Linked DNA regions of Mus musculus: regions 2, 3, 4, 5, 6 and 7 are each linked to region 1. The links are chromatin contacts, called in public promoter capture Hi-C maps. All regions are on one chromosome and are shown on one strand. The core of a region is the stretch at or near the end of the contact, and the rest is flanking DNA. Distances in the headings are between cores, read along the strand shown. Region 1 holds the start of Exo1 (exonuclease 1). Region 2 holds the start of Efcab2 (EF-hand calcium binding domain 2). Region 3 holds the start of Ifi206 (interferon activated gene 206). Region 4 holds the start of Ackr1 (atypical chemokine receptor 1 (Duffy blood group)). Region 5 holds the start of Aim2 (absent in melanoma 2). Region 6 overlaps Aim2 (absent in melanoma 2). Region 7 holds the start of Cadm3 (cell adhesion molecule 3).

Region 1 (2,700 bases), core at 191-2,690:
CCACCCCCGCCTTCCTACTCCAACTCCAGCAGCTGCTTGCCACTTCCCAATACAGTATTACCATCTAAGATCAGGTATTTGTATTAGGGAGTGTGTGCATGTAATGAGTGTGTGGGTACATCCATGCAGAGCCCAGAGCAAGGCATTGGGTGTCTTCCTCTATTGCTACCTGTCTATCACCTTGAGGCAGGGTGTTACGGAACCAACTAGGCCCAATGAGGTCTTGGGATCTGCCACCTCTGCCTCCCAATCTCTGCAGTTACCAGCAGGCTCAGGCACAGGGGGTTTTAATGGGGAGGGGGCTGGGGGGAGGATTCTAACTTAGGTCCTCATGGTTGCAAGAGCAAAGGCTATTACCCTCTGCAACTATTCTTTCTGTGTATGATGCATGCGTGATGGAGTTTGAATCGGAGGATGTGAAAGGCAGTCCACCTTGTTTGTTTGAGCTGCGTCCACCAGGCTAGTTAGGTCTTAGGCTGAGCTCTCTGGGATTTTCCACTCTTACCTTCCCCTCTCTCAGCAGTGAGGTCACAGGGACAGGCACCTGATTCAACAGACCTAAGATCATGTTCTTAAAGACTATGGGATAAGCCAGAGGTGCCCTGTTGACACCACAGGAAAGTGGCCATGCCCTTAGCTAGCAGCCCTGACACTTGAGAGATTCATTTACCTTTAAGGTCATGCCCATTAACTATGAATCCCTAAAGGGGGGCATGAACCCGTAATTTTAAACATCAGCCAATTTGGGTGCAGGTGGGTCTGTGTAAAACGAGTCCACTACGTTTAAAAGACAACGTCTCTAAAACATGATTTCGTGCATGCTGGGGGGGGGGGGGGTTGGGGTGGGGGAGGGACATAATTACATTTCGTGAAATTTCCTTAAGTTTCTTTCTTCTAGGCCAACTAAATCTCGAATAAATATTTCCTCTTTAGTATAGAAGTGACTGAGTGCCATGTGGCGCATCAACACCAGAAGGTCGCCGGTGGTACCCGAGGTAACAGCAGCAGCGGCTTCACCTTAGTCCCGTCTCCCGAACGAACAGGCATAGCACACAAGTCCATTCCAGGCGCCGTGGCTCCTCAAACCTGCACAGGAGAGAGCATATACAAAGGGAATTCATCGCTAGGTACGAGTGTTGGTAAGGACACACGTCAGCCCGCCTCTGCGGAAAGCGGGAGACCCGGAGGCCGAGGCAGTCGCCTGCAGGCGCTCCACGCTCCCGCTCACTTCCCGGAGATCCGGGTTTCGCGCCGAGGGGCAGAAGGCACGTGGATCAGAGTCATGGGGACCCCACTTTCCTCCACACGGCCCGCTGCTCCAGTGACCGCCCGGCCGCCCGCATAGGGGCTCGCTCGCTCACCTGGGGTTCAGAACGGCGGCGAGCGGCTGCTGCAAGCGCAGCCATGGACCTTTCGATTTGCGCGGGATCGGGAAGCCCCGCCCAGCGGACATGACGTCCCTGGGCGTCCTGAGCCGCAGCCTCCACCTCCCGCTTTCTATGACCCGACTTTCCTCTTAGCCGAGTCCTGAGCCCTTCCTTGCAAGGTAGGAAGTCCGCCGCCAATGGCCAATGCCATCTCGAACTCGGCGACGCTAGAAGCGAAAAGTCGGCTTGTTTGTGAGAGAAGTGGGGTGGTGGTAAGGGAGGGGGCAAGAGAAACTCTAGGCCCGGAAGTTGCGCTCTCGCCGGTGCTGCTGGGAGTTGTAGTTCTCCCTTGACCAAGCCACTGGATCCAGGTACATGCGTGCTAAAGAACTCCCAACTTGGAGTCAAACATATTTTGTTATTTTAAACCCGGAAAAGGAGCCCAGTTCATAGTTGCTTAATTCCAGGCCAACACCACAGTCTTTCGTCTCCGAAACATCCTCACCTCTATGCAAATTGAAGTTTTGTACAAAGCTTTCATGTTGCTATAGTTTGATTATAGTCTGCGCTTACCCACTTTATTCATTATATGGCTTTATCCCTGATACGAGTTGGGAAAATGTTATCCTTATAACTAAGAAACAAAATGGCCCAATGGTTCAAGTTATTAAACCCTGTATATTGTTGGTTGTATTGGGTCACATTTCCTAGTGTTATCAAGGAAAGAAAACCCCTCTAGTTTCTCTTCTTAATGGACTTTTAAAAACTTACTAATTTTAGAAGTCACACAGCCGGACTGTACATAATTTAGTCTCTTACTGTCTTTGCCCCAGCAGACTCCTCTGACTGAAGCTATCTAAGTGTGAAATTGAAAGACTCCGAGAGGAGCCCCTCGCTCAGGCCTCAGGACAATAGCGGACACCCAAGAACTCATGAGAGACCAAGCTTGATGCAAACCACATGAGGCTTTATTCGGGGAAAGCTAGAGCTCTGGGGACGACTCACATCCCACGCAGGAGTAGAGGAGTCGACCCTGAGGGGAAAGGGGTCTCAGTTTTTATAGGCCCTGGGGGGAAGGAGAAGGGGGGAGTAGGGGATTTCCAGATCTAAACAATGTCTATTCTCAAGAAATGGGTATGGGAGGGGTACAAGGAAAGAGTCTGGTGCAGGTGTAGCAACTCCGGATTGGCTGGGCTGTGGTTGCTGGGGAGATTTTCTGACTCTCCCAGCAACCAATATCACAAACACCTGGCAGTGAGGTGCAGCAGTGGGCACACACATGGGTTCAAGGAATGGTCAAAACATTGGCAGACACACAGGTTCAAGGAGTGGC
Region 2 (2,700 bases), core at 10-2,509, 2.5 Mb before region 1:
TACCTTAGTAGAGTTAAAACTCTATACTACAATGCCGACTTCTGAGATTAATTTTACCATCTATAAATCACAGGTCATCAATAAGATCTCTAGCTGCCAGGAGTGGTGGCGCACGCCTTTAATCCCAGCACTCCGGAGGCAGAAGCAGGCGGATTTCTGAGTTCGAGGCCAGCCAGGTCTACAAAGTGAGTTCCAGGACAGCCAAAACCAAAAAAAAAAAAAAAAAAAAAATCTAGGGTCTCAAGTTTCCCTGCTGGGTTCCTGTAATCACCATGACAATGGACTAAACAACTCGTGTAAATATTAGTTGTTAACCTAACTACTGTGTTCCAAACCAGAGGGTGGGGGTGGGGGTGGGGGAATACAAGAGGGAGGGGAGAGAGTCAGCAAAGATGGAGTGTTACTTTCACTTTTTTTGCAATGTTTGCCATTTACTATTTTAGGGCTTGCTTGACTATTTATTTAGCGGTGATGTTGTCAATTTATCACGTAATGGCTGTTGAGTCACAGATCCGATTTTAAGTCATTCGGCTGGGTTAGCAACAATTCAAAAGGTCTTGCAGTTCAACATGAAACATTAGTTTTTCGGGTCCCCTGAGGCCTCTCGGGTACCCGGCCGGTCTGGGCGGCCCGACAAGTCCCGGCTGGGTTTTCTTTAAAGTGATTAAAGTGCGTGTTCCTTATGCAAGGCTCTAGCGCGACCCGGGCCGCTAGGGCCCAGTCTGACCTGGAGGCTGCGCTCCGCCTGGCGGAGGAGGAGGCAAAATGGAGGCGGCTGGGGCCGGGTTGGGCCGGGCTGGGCGGGGTTTCGGCACAGCCGCAGAGGATCCCGCCAGGTTCTAGTCGCAGCTCCAGTCCTCCATGAGGCCGCCCTCCGGGTTACCCACAGCCCACCCAGACCGCGGCTGGCGCCCTCACGGGGAGGGGAGGTGCCAGGGACAAGGACGCCATTATGAACCTCCCCGGCGGGGGCTACAACAGCCCGCGCAGACCTCTCGAGGGGACGGGAGGGCGGACGGTGGGGACGCGGGCTGGCGCCGCTTTTCAGCCCACTGTCGCCACGCCGAGGGGCTCAAGATGTTGGCCGGGGGGCGCTTCCTCAGGCGCAGAGGCGACGTCGTGGCACCCCAGGCAGGGTCCTACCTGTCCCTTCCGCGTCCCTTTCCTCCGCCATCTTGGTGCGGAGCCGGTCGCCCGGGAGACATCCAGCACGAACCCTGCGGGACCCCGCGGGCGGAGAAAGCCCCTGGATGCACGGTGGCCCCCCGATCCCCGCCCCCACCAGAACCGAGGCCCGCGTTCTTTGGGCCTAGGGGCGTCATTTATTAACAAGGCTCCGGAACCCGCCTGGGCCTGATTGTGACTGTCAAGGACGTAGTGTGCCTTGCTTATTTCTTTATTCATTTCTTTAATTACTTATTTTATTCAGCTTTTTTTTTTCCCGGCCGTCTCAGGTGCGCCCCAGAACCGGGCGCAGACCTGGCGGCCCCTTACACGGTCCCTCCCCGAAAAGCGTCCGCCCACCCCAACCCCACCCGAGCCAGGCCTTGTGGCTCTCTGGCGTCACCCTCTCCTGAGCGGAGCCACTCTGCCAGTCACGGAACTGGAGCGAAAACGGACATGGGCCAGTGCAGGAGGAAGCCCAGCCTTTCCCCGGGATCGCAGAGAGAGAGAGAGAGAGAGAGAGAGAGAGAGAGAGAGAGAGAGAGAGAGAGGACTTGCTGTAGAAAAACATGTGCAAAATAGGCGCAAACACTGCGTCGCCAAGGCTGCAATTTCTGATACAAAATAGTGTTCTCATAGCAACAAATAAATTGACGGTCTGTTCTCAGGGATACACACATTTTGTATGTTGATGGTGCAATTTGGCATGACCTTCCGATGAGAATTTTGAGTACTGAGAAACTTGGCTATCGCGTGTTTTGTTATTTGATGGATAAGCTCAGAATACTAAGATTCTCCCTTAAATGAAACCCCCCCAAAACAAACAAACAAACAAACAAACAAAAAAAACCCAACAGTTTTGAAATGTCTAACAATGTGACTCAAATTAATATCTAGTTTTAATCTTTAATGATAATTTCATGGTATATGTGTACTTATTTAAATATTTTTGTAAAAGTAACTAAATGTAGAGGCCTTTGTTTTGTCTTGATTTTTCTTTAATATAGTTATTTATTCACTTTACATCTCAGTATTTTATTTTTTATTATTAGTTTTTATTCATCGAAGTTCTGTAATCTCAGTGAATGAACCCTCAAAGCAGGCCAACTGTACTCTTCATTAAAATATTTTTTTCTATAGGCAATAAAGATTTGATGAAGTGTCTAACTACAATTTGAATAATCAGAAAATGGTGCATATCAAGCAAATTTCCCCAGCACTCAGGAGGCAGAGGCAGGCAGATTTCTGAGTTCGAGGCCAGCCTGGTCTACAGAGTGAGTTCCAGGACAGCCAGGGCTACACAGAGAAACCCTGTCTCAAAAAAACAAAAACAAAAACAAAAACAAAACAATAAAACAAAAAGAAAGAGAAAGAAAGAAAGGAAAAGAAAGAAAAGAAAGACTTCCAAGATGAACTCAAGCATACAGTAAATTAATCACCCCAAAATATGGAAGAGTAATTTATATTAATATTTTATTTATTTTATATTAATATTTTATTTATTTTATATTAATATTTACATTCTGTGTGTTCCCC
Region 3 (2,700 bases), core at 186-2,685, 2.4 Mb after region 1:
GATGTGGGGTTAGTGAAGATTATTTCAAAATCTTTAGGTTGCTGATCTGTCTTATCAACTATGTTCTTTGCTTTACAACCTTGCCAGTTTCATGATGTCCCATTTATCAATCCTTGATCTTAGAGCATGAACCATTAGAGTTCTGTTTAGGAAATTTCCCCCTGTGCCAATGAGTTCAAGGCTCTTTCCCATTATCTCTTCCATTAGATTCAGTGTATCTGATTTTATTTTGAGGTCCTTGATCTAATTAGACTTGAGCTTTGTGCAAGGTGATAAATATGGGTCTATTTTCATTCTTCAACATACAGACAGCCAGTTAGACTAACACCCTTTTTTGAAATGCTTTCTTTTTTCCATTGTATAGTTTTGGCTTGTCAAGATCAAGTGATGGGAAGTGTGTGGTTTTATTTCTGGGTCTTCATTTCTATTCCATTGATCAACATGTCTGTCTCTGTACCAATACCATGCAAGTTGAATCACTATTGCTCTGTAGGAAAGCTTGAGGTCAGGGATGGTGATTTCCCCCAACTGTTCTGCTATCAAAGGCAGAGACATCCAAAAGTTGCCCAAGACTAGCAGTTGGAAAGCATTTTAACTCCCATCATTTTCATCCAGGTGACTGGTTACCTAGCTATGGCATTATCCTCTTTTGCAGACCAGCTGGCAGGCTCTCATACCATTATCTGCTACTTGATACCATTTGTTCCATGTTTCAGGATTACATCAATCCTTAATCCTTGAATTCTCCATGCCAGAAAAGTGCAGCAGGACAAGCATTATTTCAGTCCATAATCTCAATCAAAGCTCGAGGTTTCCCACTGACTCCCAGGCCCCAGGTTTCCCTGTGCTTACCAGTGAATAATGTAGAGACACTGAGGAAGCATTAACTTCACCATTGAAGGAGGACAGCTTAGTTCTATAATCAAGAGGGAGGTGGATAATGCCAAATGCCTTTCTAGCTATTTGAGGTTGCAGCTTGGAGTTGTGTGTTTGTAACATTATGCTGTGGCAAGTCTAGGTCTTGGGAGCTACTAATGGATGCATAGATGCTACAGGAATGACTTAAACCAGGAGTTGTTTCATCTCAGATTTTCCTTGAAACTCATTCACATGCAGCTGGCAACTGACACAGCAAAGATCTCCTGACACTGAGTCTGAGCAGAAAAGAAAGAAGAGACTGGGTGACTTGGCTTTTTTTGGTCTAAGTTTTCACCTTCATTCAAAGGAATGAAGGTTCCTAGGGATCCTTTTGCAAGCCTGTAGGACATGAGGATTATAAATCTAAATCTTGTACCTATGAAGATTTGCAAGAAACATCCTGAGTGTAACTAGCTCTCTTTGACTTTTTTGGTAATTGTTTACAGGAAGGAAACTCTTGAGTTTCTGTCTCTGAGGAAATCGAAAGCTATGAACCTTGTCCACTCCCCACAAAGTAGCACAGGATGAGAAACCCAGTTCCCCTCAGTCTGAGCAGCTGAGCAGTGACTCTACCCAGTGTCAGCTTTCCATCTCTCTCTGAAAACACTTCATTGTCTCAGAATTTCAGGAGATTACAAAATCCTCTGGTTCTCTTTCTGAGAGATTTACTGTTTACTCTTCATACACACACTCACACACAGACTCACACACACACACACACACACTCTCTCTCTCTCTCTCTCTCTCTCTCTCTCTCTCTCTCTCTCTCACTCACTCACTCACTTGCTCACTCACTCACTGCTTCCTGCCCTGCAAAACTGGATACCACTGAAGAATTTTCTGAAGAGGTGAGTCCTCCCCCTGCTTTCTCTGTGAATGCACACGACTACAGGTGAAATCCTTGTCGATCTTTAGGTTGAGAGAGAAGGAAGCCAAGCTGGTGGCTGCTACACTGAGCAGTGAATCTGCACTATCTGGATTCAGGTCCTTGGCTCATAATGATGCTAGGCATCCTGATTCCTCCACCAGTAAGACTGACCCAAAAAGGGGCATATTTCAGATTATAAAATACACGTTTTTTAGGTAAGTCTGGATAAGTGAATAAGAAGAGTGCTTTAGTTTTCTTGGCTGGAGAATGCTTAGAACCTGGTGGTTGTAGTGAGTGGCTGGGCAACAGACAAGTTTGTGACAGGAAAAATTGCCATGAAGCAATAATACTGAAAAAATGCATCTAGCCCTCAGGCTGCATTATCTATTATTGCAACCATACACAACCTGGGCACCAATGGGCATATGTAGTCAAAGATATCCCAGATTCATTATGATTGCAAACCTGTGGTTTTATTGACTTAAGAAGCACATTAAATGGTCTTCATTCACTTGTGCATCAAGTGAATAAAGTAATATTGTAGACATTGTTAGTCTGTATCATCCTGAAAGTTAATTGCTTTGGGTTTTTGTCTTTTTAGTTTTCTTTGATTTTGTTTTCTGGTGGTAAGACTTAGAAAAGAGTTGGAGGTTCATCGGAACTAGATGTATACTTCATACTTTTAGACTCTTCTGCAGTCCCTCTGTGCACTATGGTTGATCTATCACTTATTAGGTGTATTAATTATGCTGCCCAGACTTTCTAAAATTTTACAAAAGTTATGACCCTGTTCATTTAGAAATTAAGATAAATACTCCTAAATCATGCATTAAATTTTGGTTTTTTAAGTTATTACTGGACAATTCTATTATTAAAACACTTTTCTATTTCTAGGAGGTAAACTATTGTCATTC
Region 4 (2,700 bases), core at 112-2,611, 2.5 Mb after region 1:
TTATCCATGTGGTCAGGCTGCCTCCTTTCTGCTCCTCTCACTGCTGGCTGGGCTGCATGTAAATAAGGGCTGTCCTCATGTCCCGGGCACCTGGCACTCAAAGGGAACTGCATCCTTGCCATGCTGCTCTGTGGAGCATCTGTATGTGGAATCGAGGGACAGAGAGTGTCTGAGTCCTTTGCTTTCCAGAGAATATTTGCATTTAAAGCATGCCACCCGACTGCTACCCCGTTACCCTCTGTCCAGCAATGCTGGCCGCCTCTGTGATGGAGGTAAAGACCTGAGCAACGCTATGCGGGAAGGAAAGCTTCACCCATTTTTTTTTCTTTTTTTGCCAAACTCTCTTTTTAGCTCCCTCCTGATACACCTGAAATTTGACCTGGGTACTCATCCGAGAGGGTTAATGGGAACCCACATATTGAACATGTATCCTGTATTTCTCCTGGCCAGAGAAATAACAATTCTACCTCCCATCAGAAACTTTACCTATTGCCGAGATGCCAAACCAATGAAGCATTCTCACAGTCTGTATGTTTCACAACAGAATATGAATAGAGATTACCCAATAGGCTATAGTCTCACATTAAAGTATGCTATCCCATGGTCCCACAGAGCCTATTTTGATGTGTCAGACCATGTGTTCCTCTTGGTGTGAGAGATGCATTCATTGAGTCCATAGGTGGTAAGGCAAATGCCCAATTGCTCCCTGAAGGAGAGTCTTTACAGAGCCTTGACAGGCCTCCAGTCTCCAGTCCCTCATACACTCTAGCACCCATAGCTCTAGATAACAATGCCCACACCCAAGCACCACCCAGCACCTAGCACTCAGATGGGGGCACACTGATACCCAACACAGACACACAGATAAATATGTGCATTCCTCTACTCGTGCTGCCACGCACAAAAGGCCTCCAACTGAAGGCCTACTCTGTCTGGATAGAGCCAACCCCAAATACCATTAGCCCACCTTCCCCCCAAACAGGGGATCTTTTGAACTCTTTCTTTGGATCTCATTCAAAGAAAGAGAGAACAGAGAGAGTCATCAGACGCCTGGTCACTCCACCTTCCCAGTGCGGCTCTTATCTCTGCTTCACCAGTCACCCCTGGCCCCTCATCCTTCCTTTGCTGGAAAGATCCCCTTGTCACCTTTGGGAAAATTCCCCCTTTGTGGACCTCACCGTGTTCGTTTCCTGAGGTCATTCTGATCAGGCAAATCCAACTTCAAAACAGGAAGCCCCAGGATGGTGCCCGATGCTAGCCCAAGGTTTAAGAAGCCTGTGGGTGTGAGGTTGAGCTTCCTGAGTGTGACTCTGAATATATATATATATACACACACACACCCTGGCTCTGCCTAGAACCCGAGAGAAGTCATTAGCCCTGGGCACTTATCTTGGAGCCACAGCTGCTGACAGAGTCCAGGCCCTGTACTTCTCTGCCCTGAGCCTGCAGTGCCATGGGGAACTGTCTGTATCCGGTGAGTGTGGGGACCATGTTCCATAACCCTTGCCTCTGTCCTACTGCTTCTTCTACTTTCTTCTCAGGATTTTCAACTTTTCTTTTCTCATAATCTCTCATGCCCTTTTCTTTGTTCTCAGTTTCAAAAAAATCCTTTCCCTTTCTTTCCTATTTCCCATTCTCACTCTATTTCTCCTCTCTCCATCTTTCAGGCAGTCCCAGTAGGTCTGTCCCCACCTTCCCTCCATCTATCTGCTCTCTTAGATCTCTACACAACTTGGACCAGGTTTCTCTGTGGCTCCGTCCATTCAGGCTCCTCCTCAGCTTCCCTGTTCACCATGCTCTCTGCACCTATGACCTGCCGGGAGATCCCCTTTTCTCCAAACCCAAATGCCCCTTCTATCTAGCCCTGCACATACCCCAGCCTCTTTATTGAGGTGCTAGATGCCCTGACTGTCCTTTCTGGGTGTACTTTGTAGGTGGAAAACCTTTCACTAGACAAGAATGGAACTCAGTTTACTTTCGACAGCTGGAATTATTCGTTTGAAGATAACTACTCCTATGAACTCTCGAGTGACTACAGCCTGACACCAGCTGCTCCCTGCTACTCCTGTAATCTGCTTGGCAGGTCTTCCCTTCCCTTCTTCATGCTCACCAGTGTCCTGGGCATGCTGGCAAGTGGCGGCATCCTCTTCGCGATTCTCAGACCTTTCTTCCACTGGCAGATTTGCCCCAGCTGGCCCATTCTGGCAGAGTTAGCAGTGGGCAGTGCCCTGTTCAGCATTGCAGTGCCCATCCTGGCACCAGGCTTACACAGCGCCCACAGCACAGCCCTATGCAACCTGGGCTACTGGGTATGGTATACTTCTGCTTTTGCCCAAGCTCTGTTGATAGGATGCTATGCTTGCCTGAACCCCAGACTGAATATTGGTCAACTCCGTGGCTTCACCTTGGGACTCAGTGTGGGACTTTGGGGAGCAGCTGCCCTCTTAGGGCTGCCAGTCGCCCTGGCCAGTGATGCTTACAATGGCTTCTGCGCCTTTCCATCCTCCAGAGACATGGAAGCTTTGAAGTACATGCATTATGCCATCTGTTTTACCATCTTCACTGTATTGCCACCGACTCTTTTGGCAGCCAAGGGGCTGAAGATAGCACTGAGCAAGGGGCCTGGCCCCTGGGTTAGTGTCTTGTGGATCTGGTTCATTTTCTGGTGGCCTCATGGGATGGTTCTCATATTTGATGCTT
Region 5 (2,799 bases), core at 3-2,502, 2.5 Mb after region 1:
ATTAATGAATATTTAATACAGGAGAACACAGTAAACAGCTATAAGCACTTAAAGAGGCAACACAAAAATCTCTTAAAGAATTACAGGAAAAAACAATCAAACAGGTAAAGGAAATGAACAAAATCATCCAAGATCTAAAAATGGAAATAGAGACAATAAAGAAATCACAAAGGGAGACAACCCTGGAGTTAGAAAACCTACAAAAGAGATCAAGAGTCATAGATGCAAGCATCACCAACAGAATACAAGAGATAGAAGACAGAATCTCAGATGCAGAAGATACCATAGAAAATATTGACAAAACAGTCAAAGAAAATGCAAAAAGCTCTTAACCCAAAACATCCAGAAAATCCAGGACACAATGAGAAGATCAAACCTAAGGATAATAGGTATAGAAGAGAGCGAAGATTCCCAACTTAAAGGGCCAGTAAAGATTTTCAACAAAAATATAGAAGAAAACTCCCCTAACCTAAACAAAAAGATGCTCATGAACATACAAGAAGTCTACAGAACTCCAAACTGGACCGGAAAAGAAATTCCTCCTGTCATAATAATCAAAACACCAAATGCACCAAACAAAAAAAGAATATTAAAAGTGGTAAGGGAAAAAGGTCAAGTAACATAAAGTCAGACCTATCAGAATTACACCAGACTTCTCCACAGAGACTATGAAAGCCAGAAGATCCTGGGTAGATTTCATATAGACCCTAAGAGAATACACATGGCAGCCCAGGCTACTATACCCAGCAAAAATCTCAATTACCATAGATGAAGAAACCAAAATATTCCATGACATAACCAAATTTACACAATATTTTCTCATAAATCCGGCCCTACAAAGTATAATAGATGGAAAACACCAACACAAGAGGGAAACTACACCCTAGAAAAAAGCAAGAAAGTAATCTTTCAAAAAAACTAAAAGAATATAGCCACACAGATATAATTCCACCTCTAACAACAAAAATAACAGGAAGTAGCAATCACTTTTCCTTAAATATCTCTTAGCAATCACTTTTCCTTAATATCTCTTTTCAGTTCCCCGCAAAAGACAGAATTGGATATGTAAACAGGACCCAGCATTTTGCTGTATTAGTTTCTTTTCTGTTTTGATAAAATGTCATGAACATTAGCAACATAGGGGAGAAGTAGGTTTTAATTTTACTTACAGGTCCATGAGGGTGGATTTCATCACGACAAGGAAAAAACCTAGCAGCTAGTTAAGGAAGCATGGCGGCAGACAGGACAGGAAGCAGGCAGGACAGGAAGCAGGCAGGTTGTGATTCTTGCTCAGACAAAGAAACAGAGTTACAAGTGAGACCGCCTATCACCTCTCACAGGCCGCCCTCAGTGACCCACTTCCTCCAATAAGGTTTCTCCAGTAAGTTCCTCCTTGTGAAAGTCCCAAGACCTTCCGGAGCCACCAGCCGGCATATATTCAAACCTCAACAGATACCATAGGAATGATCCTTCCCCCAAATTCCAGGGATTTAACTATGGAAATGGGAAAGCAGGATCCAATTGGAACTAGACTGAAATAAACTTGCTATTACCTAATAAAGTAAAGGAAATAGAGATTAAAAGCACATATAATTTTTAAAAGATGCCATGTCACTTGAACATTTGGGATTATGGAGTAACATTATCTGCTTGGCATTTCTTTCTTTTTTTTTTTTTTTTTTTTCTATTTGATTCCGTGTCTGATTTTTTTTTAATTGTTCTTTTGTGTTACTACCATGCTGGGTTTTTTTTTCCCCACATTTTTTTTATTAGATATTTTCTTCTTAGATTAAGGTTACTTAGAATTTTGAGCTCTGATGCTTTCAAGCTAACGTTACATCACAGGCTTTCTGTCATGCCATTATTCTCACCTTTTATCGAGAAATAGCTCCCTGGCCCCTATGTTTCTTCCCCCTTCAGCTAGAAATCAAAAGCCCTCTTCTAAATATAAATTCATGTCAATAAAACACCTACAGACCAACACACCCAGAAAATCAGAGTTCCTTTTAGGCTCAGTCTGGGTCAACCCTCTGAACAATATATTCTAATTCCTGCCACGGCCAAATGCACTTTCTTTTGTAAAGGTCTCAGTTGTGGTGCAATAAAAGATAACTTCTGTTCCTCAGTCAACTGAAGGTTTAGAACCAGGCTTCCTGCAGCCTTATTCTTTTCTAGAATACAGTCAATACTAATCCCTCTTTCTAACCTCAGAAACCCAGGACTCTCTTTCCTCTTAATTTACTGATTAGCAAAATGGTCCTAAAGCTTTCTCTAGAAAACTTCTGACATATCTTACTTACCTCAGGGGATTTTCTTCTCTCCAAAGCAGCCTTAGTTCTCAACTCAGGGACTGGTGTATGTCCTGAGAGTTCAAACCATCCGCCTCACAAAGATTTTCACTATGAGTAGTAGGACATGAAAATCATGAAAATCAGGTCTTGGGAGACAGAAAGCAGAAAGTACTCTCAACTATCTTCTTTCACTTTGAAGCTTGGCTAGTCCTGGCCCTATAGCTGAGTCCTAAACCCTGATGCTGGGGCAAAATAATTATATATTAAGGCTCTGCCCAAGCAAATGCTAGTTTTCAGTTTCCTTTTTACAAGCCTCAGCAGAGTTTCTCCTCCAGCTGTGAGGTCTCAACCAGAGGTATTTTAGATATAGGGAACTCCACAAAAGTTATTTCCTGCTTTACCAGGGAGTTCATAGCCTAAGGGACAAGCCCAGCCCAATGCACACCACCCACTCACTTACTGGTGGTTGGTTTTCTTTGATTTCAACATCAACACACAAAAAAGGGTG
Region 6 (2,700 bases), core at 105-2,604, 2.4 Mb after region 1:
GGTCCATGAATCACATGTGCCAAGGACAGCTCTGAATGCAGCCCAATGCAAAACTATAAACTTCTTAGAATTTTTTGATCACATTTTTAACTCCATTGTGCTGTTATGGTGCATAAACTTTGGAAATGCTAGTGGCCTATGACTAATACCAAAATGACCAAATATGCTTGCAAGAAGTTCAACTGATCGTCCAATGGTTAGTGCTATGACATTTTTATTTATATTTTGGATATTTGCACATAAAAACATCCAGTCTCTGTTGACAGCACAGGAGAGGAGAAGAGAGCTAAGGGAGCCAAAGGGAATAAACATGTCACTCTGTTCTAGCCTATCAATCATACTGACCTTTTAAAAAAAATGCCATTGAGAGTGTTGTGTGGAAACATTTGGAAAAGTCATCTTCCCACTAGATACCTCTCGTTTCATTTAATAATTCAATGCACACTTTTCCTCTATCTAAGATCATTATACTTGGAGAATTTCCTTAGGTTTGCTTGGGTTTGTCATGCTTATTTAACCTCATAATTTTTCACCTGTTCTCTTGCTCAAGCCTCAACTAAAGGTCGGGACCCTGTTATCATTCTTTAATGACATCGTTTAATTTGTTCAGATACACACACATACACACACACACACACACACACACACATACACACACACACACACACACACACACACACACACACACACACACAGTTTTCATGAGGCAAGGCCACGTCATGCTGAACATTTACCAGAAGAAACACAAGGCAAAACTGCTGGGAAACAAGCCAGAGATCAATGCTCTACCGTAGCAGCCACTGGCATCACTGACACAGCTGTGGTCAAGGCAGGCTTGAAGATGACTTCAAGTAGCACTTCCAAGCTGCAAAGTGCCTAAACTGACTTCTAGATCAGCAGTCACTCCTGAGTTTTCAACCAGGTCTCAAAGTAGATCTTTTGAGCTAATCAAGCCGATAAAACCCCACCATTATTACAGAAGTAAAATAGAGGAAATTTTTTTAAGTAAGGGGGCTTTATATCATCCTATCCAGAAAAAAAAAAAAAGAAGCCATGAATAGGAATTAATTTCGGGAGTTAAAACTAAAACATGCTATCAGGCTCGCTTAGTTCAGTAGATGAACAGTAGTGACTGGAGCAATGATGTGTTCTTACTGCCACTGTGTGGTCAAATGTAAGAACTACACTTTCTGTCCAATGTCAGCTACTCTTAAACTAATCGTGATCAGGCCTTGCTCTAAGTTCCTCAAAGTCACATAGCATCTTATACCTGTATGTGATTTTTACCCTTACTTCATCACTTAGACGGCGTATAAATAACCCTCTGGAATCCAAGCCCCTGCTGCTGCATCACACACATCTCCTCGGCAAGCAGTTAACATTTTGAAGCTTCTGTATTACATAGTGTCCCCAAACCACTGCCTTTGGAATCTCTCATTTTAGGGACTCCCTTGATGAGGTATACTTTCATTGGCTCTTATTAGTCATTTGAACCCCAAGGACATCCCAGTTGTTCTTAAGGAGTAATTGGAAACTTAACGACATGGCATATAATTTGTGGAGAGTGAGAGCTGGTTTATTGAATGCAAACACGTGCTTTGTGTCCTGGAAGTTCATAATGTCGTCTATGCTAGAGATAAAGGAAGGATTAGAAACTCCATGCAGTAGAAGCGCAAAGGCTTCCTTAAAAAGGCCAACTGGGACCATGGCAGGATGGCTCAGCGCGGAGGTGGATAGTCCATGGCAAAGTTAAACAGTTCTCTGGTTTGTATGTTCAAGGCTGTGTTTTCTTCATGTCACAGCCAGGCAGGCCTTCAGCCAAGTGTGAAAACCTTAAGTACTGTGTAATGAGACCTTGGACATTAACACCGACCTGCCATTTCCGCAGTTTCTGCAAGTAGATTGGAGACAGACTCTGGTGAAGAGAGAGACAATGGTGGCAGCCCTGACTACCGGCATCAGACACGGCTAAGGAATTTGTAACATGCTGTTTAGTGACTCTGGGGGGTGAAGGGCCTGGTGATTAAGGAAATTAATTTCCTACAATACAATGTAGAAGGGTTTCATTTCTCTCATATCATTAAGGGAGGGCACTCCTACGCACCTTCTTTCTTTTTCTCTTCAAGAGCATTTGCAATATGCATATAATTCAACTTCTGGAAAATATTAATGGCCTTGGTCACTGCAGACGCCGCACCTGCACTTTGAATCAGGTGGTCAGCTAACTCTGTCCTATCTGCCACGTCGAGTGTGCTCCTGGCAATCTGAAACTCAGTCAAAGCAAAGTACTTGAACCGTTTCAGTTCTTCCTCCGTGATGTGGTCCAGGCCGGTCAACAACAGCATTTCCCGGTACTCACTCTCCATCTCACAGTCCCAGGATCAGCCTGAAAAGAAACCTCGGCCGTAAGATTACAGCACTCTATGCAAGTCTACATTCAGGACACACAAGGTAAGTGGTTAACAAGGCATACCCAAGATGACAGAGCAGGAGGAGAGCATTAGGTGAAACGTGAAAAATGAATCGCTATGCAAGATGATCAAAAAAGGATACTTTCAAAGGGCATGTGGTAACCTAGGAATTCTTAGGGTTCCTGACCCCTGCAAAGTGTAGAATATGGCACAGTGTGTATACTTCAGGCATATAACTTAAAATTTAACATACATATACATGAAATATATTTACCAGTTCATTCACTTG
Region 7 (2,700 bases), core at 199-2,698, 2.5 Mb after region 1:
CTCCAGAAACAGCAAGTGAAAAATATCGGAGCAGACCCAGACCAGCCTGCAGGGGTGCCCTGAACAGTACTCTCTCAGCCCCAGATAACTGCCTGTCACTTAGACAAGGCTTTACTGGTTACGAAATATGTTCTGCAGGCTGTCCCCAGGTTCTTAGGTGACAGAGACATTGGCTACATCACCATAAAGAGTTAAGAAGCCTTGACATAAGGAAGGAAAGATTACCCAAACATTAAATACTAGCAGAGGAAAGCAGCACAGAAAATGGACTGGAGATGTTACTAGAACCACCCACATCCCACTTGTAGAATAAAGCACTATGTACTTTTCTTTACCATTCCTAATGCTGGATCTTTTATTTCTAAGTGAATGTAAAACCTGGATTAGATCTGCTAACTTCCTTTGGGTTAGATCAGGTATACTCTAAGAATTCTTGGCATACCTAAAATTCCCTGATTTCTAAAATTTAGAAATGTATTCTCCAAAGCTAAATTTCGACCAAACGAACCCAGAAAGATCCTTTTTTTTAAACACACCAAAACTCTTTCAGAGATAACCTAGAAGAACAGCAAACACTAGGGACTCGGGACTTTTTGAATGTGAGCAAGTTGCAAACACAGTCTTTCTCATCCATCTCCTCTATAGCCTCAGGGAACAAGAGCTGCATTACTCACTGCTTCTTGGTCTGTAAGAGGGTCTGTGAGTCTGGCTTTCACCCTGGGTTCTTACTAGCTAAAAGTTGAGAAGAGCCCCTGAAAGACCGAGCAGAAAGGATATTGAGAGGCTAGTTTCAGGAAAGAGGGTCTAAGACAGAGCACGGAGGAGGAAAATACCAAGTAACTTTACAGGATACTTCCTTGTTTAGTGTCTGGAATAACGTCTTTAAAGAAGGCTTGAAGGAGATTAGGTTCGGTGGCCTCCTGGGGTCGGCTTTGCAAGGGATGTTGCCTGGAACCACAAATTGTTGCTGGACAGTTAAGAAGAGGGTCTTGAGTAAGAGAACTACGGAGGTTTATGCTTAGGAGAATGCCTTGAGTAATTAGGTACCCTGGGGAGGCATCCTTGGTCACAGTGGAGAGGGGTGTCCTAGCTTTGGGGATCCCGGTTGCCTAAGGAGAAGGCGGGGCCGGAGGACCTCAGGCAAGTGGGCACGCCCTTGCCCAGGCCTGCAGTGGACTCTGTCGCCAGCTGGCCCACCGCCCTGTCCACCTCCCCTCTCTCCACCCCAAGCATAAGAGGGGTGCGCATGGGGTCCCACTTCTGAGTCAGCTCCCTCCCTTTGCTCCACACCCGAGTGATGCTGGAGGAGCTCCCGGGGGAGAAGATGGAAGGCACCACAAAAGCGCGGAGGGGGTGTGGGAGGCGAGGGGGAGTAGGGAATGCGGCATCCAGGCCCCCCCGCCACCAGCCCAGCCCCCCGTCACCACCCCTCCACCTCCAACCGAATGGTTTGCTCCGAGCGCCCTATTTAATCCCGGCGACTGCAGCAGCGCCGGCTCCCTCCCGGTACCCGCCTCGGCCCCGGGCTTGGAAGCCGCTCCGGGGTTGCCCCTTTGGACAGCGACGCCGGCTACCCAGAACCCCCGGCCCCAGTCCCCGGAGATCTAGGCTCGCCAGCGCCCAGCCAGGGAGGTGGCCAGGAAGCGCGATGGGGGCCCCTTCCGCCCTGCCCCTGCTCCTGCTCCTCGCCTGCTCCTGGGCGCCCGGCGGGGCCAATCTTTCCCAGGACGGTGAGTGAGGGAGGGGGCGGCGCCAGGGGAGGTGGCCAGTGCCCCGAGGTGGGGGTTCAGACGGGGAGCCGGGCGCAGGGAGCCTGTTGGCTTTGTTTGGAAGCGAGGGTTCAAGTCGCCAGCCTCTTGGAATACCCTTGTGTCTGTCTCTGAGCATCGCTGTCTCTGAGGACCGTGGGGTGTGCCGGCGTGTGCACCTCCTATGTACACGACCGACTGTGTATGTCTACGTGTGCAGCAGGGATGTGGATCTCGGGGGTTGCTGTCTATTTTGAGCAACCGGGGTCTGGATGTGTTGATGTCCGTGTGTGTCTGGGTGTGCGCGTCTATGTTGGTGTCTGGGGCTGCGTTTCTGTGTCAGAGTCTGTGTGTATGTCTGTGTCAGTGTGTGTTGGGGGCGGAGTGAGATTTGTCGCTGTTTCAGTCAGGGCGTGTGTTGGGTGTTTCTGTATGTATGTCTGTAGGGGTTGGGTGGCCAGAACGATCCCCAAAACTGCTGTATGCAAACATTTCTGCTCCCCCGCGCGTCCCCCACCCGCCGCGGAGCTCTGAGTGGGCAGGCAAGGGGGCCTGGGTGAGGCTGTCGAGGGGGGCGTGGGCAAAGGAGAGGGGGCTTCTCCTTGAAGCAAAACAACAACACAGGGCGGAGGGGGCCCCACTTTGGCTCTAGTCCTAGTGGTGCTAAAATCTGGGCAAGGAAACCTATACTTGGGTGCGGGGCAGCAAACGGAGAGAGCAAGATATTTGGGGAGAAGGATCTATGGGAAAACCAAAGCTTTCCTGGGCTGAACATTAATTTCTCCAAATTTAGGGTGGGGTAGCAGACTAGCCTCTTTGCCCCAGTCTAAAACTCAACCCTTCTTAGGTTTGTAAAGGTAAAGAGGTGAAGGAAGGGAGTGGGGGGGGGGGGAATGAAGAAAGGAGGCGGGGCCAGGGGAGAGGGGACTTGGGGAAGAGCCCCTCCCGCCCC

What was found. Promoter capture Hi-C pulls out the DNA fragments that hold promoters and counts their contacts.
Region 2: a contact with region 1 is called in a promoter capture Hi-C map of pre-B cells, with 5 times the contacts expected there. The contact joins the promoter of Efcab2 here to the promoter of Exo1 in region 1. A contact is called at or near these places in 2 of 39 promoter capture datasets (the C10 cell line and pre-B cells).
Region 3: a promoter capture Hi-C map of hippocampal neurons shows a contact between it and region 1, with 12 times the contacts expected there. The contact joins the promoter of Ifi206 here to the promoter of Exo1 in region 1. A contact is called at or near these places in 2 of 39 promoter capture datasets (hippocampal neurons and pre-B cells).
Region 4: a promoter capture Hi-C map of hippocampal neurons shows a contact between it and region 1, with 2.3 times the contacts expected there. The contact joins the promoter of Ackr1 here to the promoter of Exo1 in region 1. A contact is called at or near these places in 7 of 39 promoter capture datasets (the 3T3-L1 cell line, hippocampal neurons, liver and 3 more).
Region 5: a contact with region 1 is called in a promoter capture Hi-C map of pre-B cells, with 3 times the contacts expected there. The contact joins the promoter of Aim2 here to the promoter of Exo1 in region 1. A contact is called at or near these places in 4 of 39 promoter capture datasets (the C10 cell line, hippocampal neurons, liver and 1 more).
Region 6: a contact with region 1 is called in a promoter capture Hi-C map of the 3T3-L1 cell line, with 7 times the contacts expected there. The contact joins the enhancer-like site here to the promoter of Exo1 in region 1. A contact is called at or near these places in 5 of 39 promoter capture datasets (the 3T3-L1 cell line, hippocampal neurons, liver and 1 more), 1 of 484 Hi-C or Micro-C datasets (B cells) and 1 of 115 datasets of contacts at active chromatin or transcription factors (embryonic stem cells).
Region 7: a contact with region 1 is called in a promoter capture Hi-C map of hippocampal neurons, with 5 times the contacts expected there. The contact joins the promoter of Cadm3 here to the promoter of Exo1 in region 1. A contact is called at or near these places in 1 of 39 promoter capture datasets (hippocampal neurons) and 1 of 115 datasets of contacts at active chromatin or transcription factors (astrocytes).

The regions. Positions count from the first base shown.
Region 1 is chr1:175,879,518-175,882,217 of GRCm38.p6, reverse strand. Exo1 (exonuclease 1) reads right to left here and starts at 1,440. Exons shown (of 15, transcript NM_012012.4): 1 at 1,362-1,440; 2 at 1,018-1,086. Gm36360 (a long non-coding RNA gene) reads left to right here and starts at 1,463. Exons shown (of 3, transcript XR_373723.2): 1 at 1,463-1,546.
Region 2 is chr1:178,404,577-178,407,276 of GRCm38.p6, reverse strand. Efcab2 (EF-hand calcium binding domain 2) reads right to left here and starts at 1,259. Exons shown (of 7, transcript NM_026626.3): 1 at 1,144-1,259. The coding sequence starts at 1,174.
Region 3 is chr1:173,490,053-173,492,752 of GRCm38.p6, reverse strand. It overlaps Ifi206 (interferon activated gene 206), which reads left to right and starts at 1,435. Exons shown (of 8, transcript NM_001372437.1): 1 at 1,435-1,766.
Region 4 is chr1:173,332,164-173,334,863 of GRCm38.p6, reverse strand. Ackr1 (atypical chemokine receptor 1 (Duffy blood group)) reads left to right here and starts at 1,361. Exons shown (of 2, transcript NM_010045.2): 1 at 1,361-1,474; 2 at 1,935-2,700. The coding sequence starts at 1,454. It overlaps Cadm3 (cell adhesion molecule 3), which reads left to right. Exons shown (of 9, transcript NM_053199.3): 9 at 1-610.
Region 5 is chr1:173,419,057-173,421,855 of GRCm38.p6, reverse strand. Aim2 (absent in melanoma 2) reads right to left here and starts at 1,252. Exons shown (of 9, transcript NM_001013779.2): 1 at 1,170-1,252.
Region 6 is chr1:173,455,020-173,457,719 of GRCm38.p6, reverse strand. Aim2 (absent in melanoma 2) reads right to left here. Exons shown (of 9, transcript NM_001013779.2): 5 at 2,105-2,386. The coding sequence starts at 2,366. Among named protein-coding and RNA genes, the nearest start is that of Ifi206, 35 kb to the left of the region's middle. Within about 2 kb of position 1,354, at least 17 of the 459 cell types and tissues checked have an H3K27ac peak or open chromatin away from gene starts, as enhancers often do.
Region 7 is chr1:173,366,443-173,369,142 of GRCm38.p6, reverse strand. Cadm3 (cell adhesion molecule 3) reads left to right here and starts at 1,448. Exons shown (of 9, transcript NM_053199.3): 1 at 1,448-1,730. The coding sequence starts at 1,649. It also overlaps a transcript of Aim2 not described here.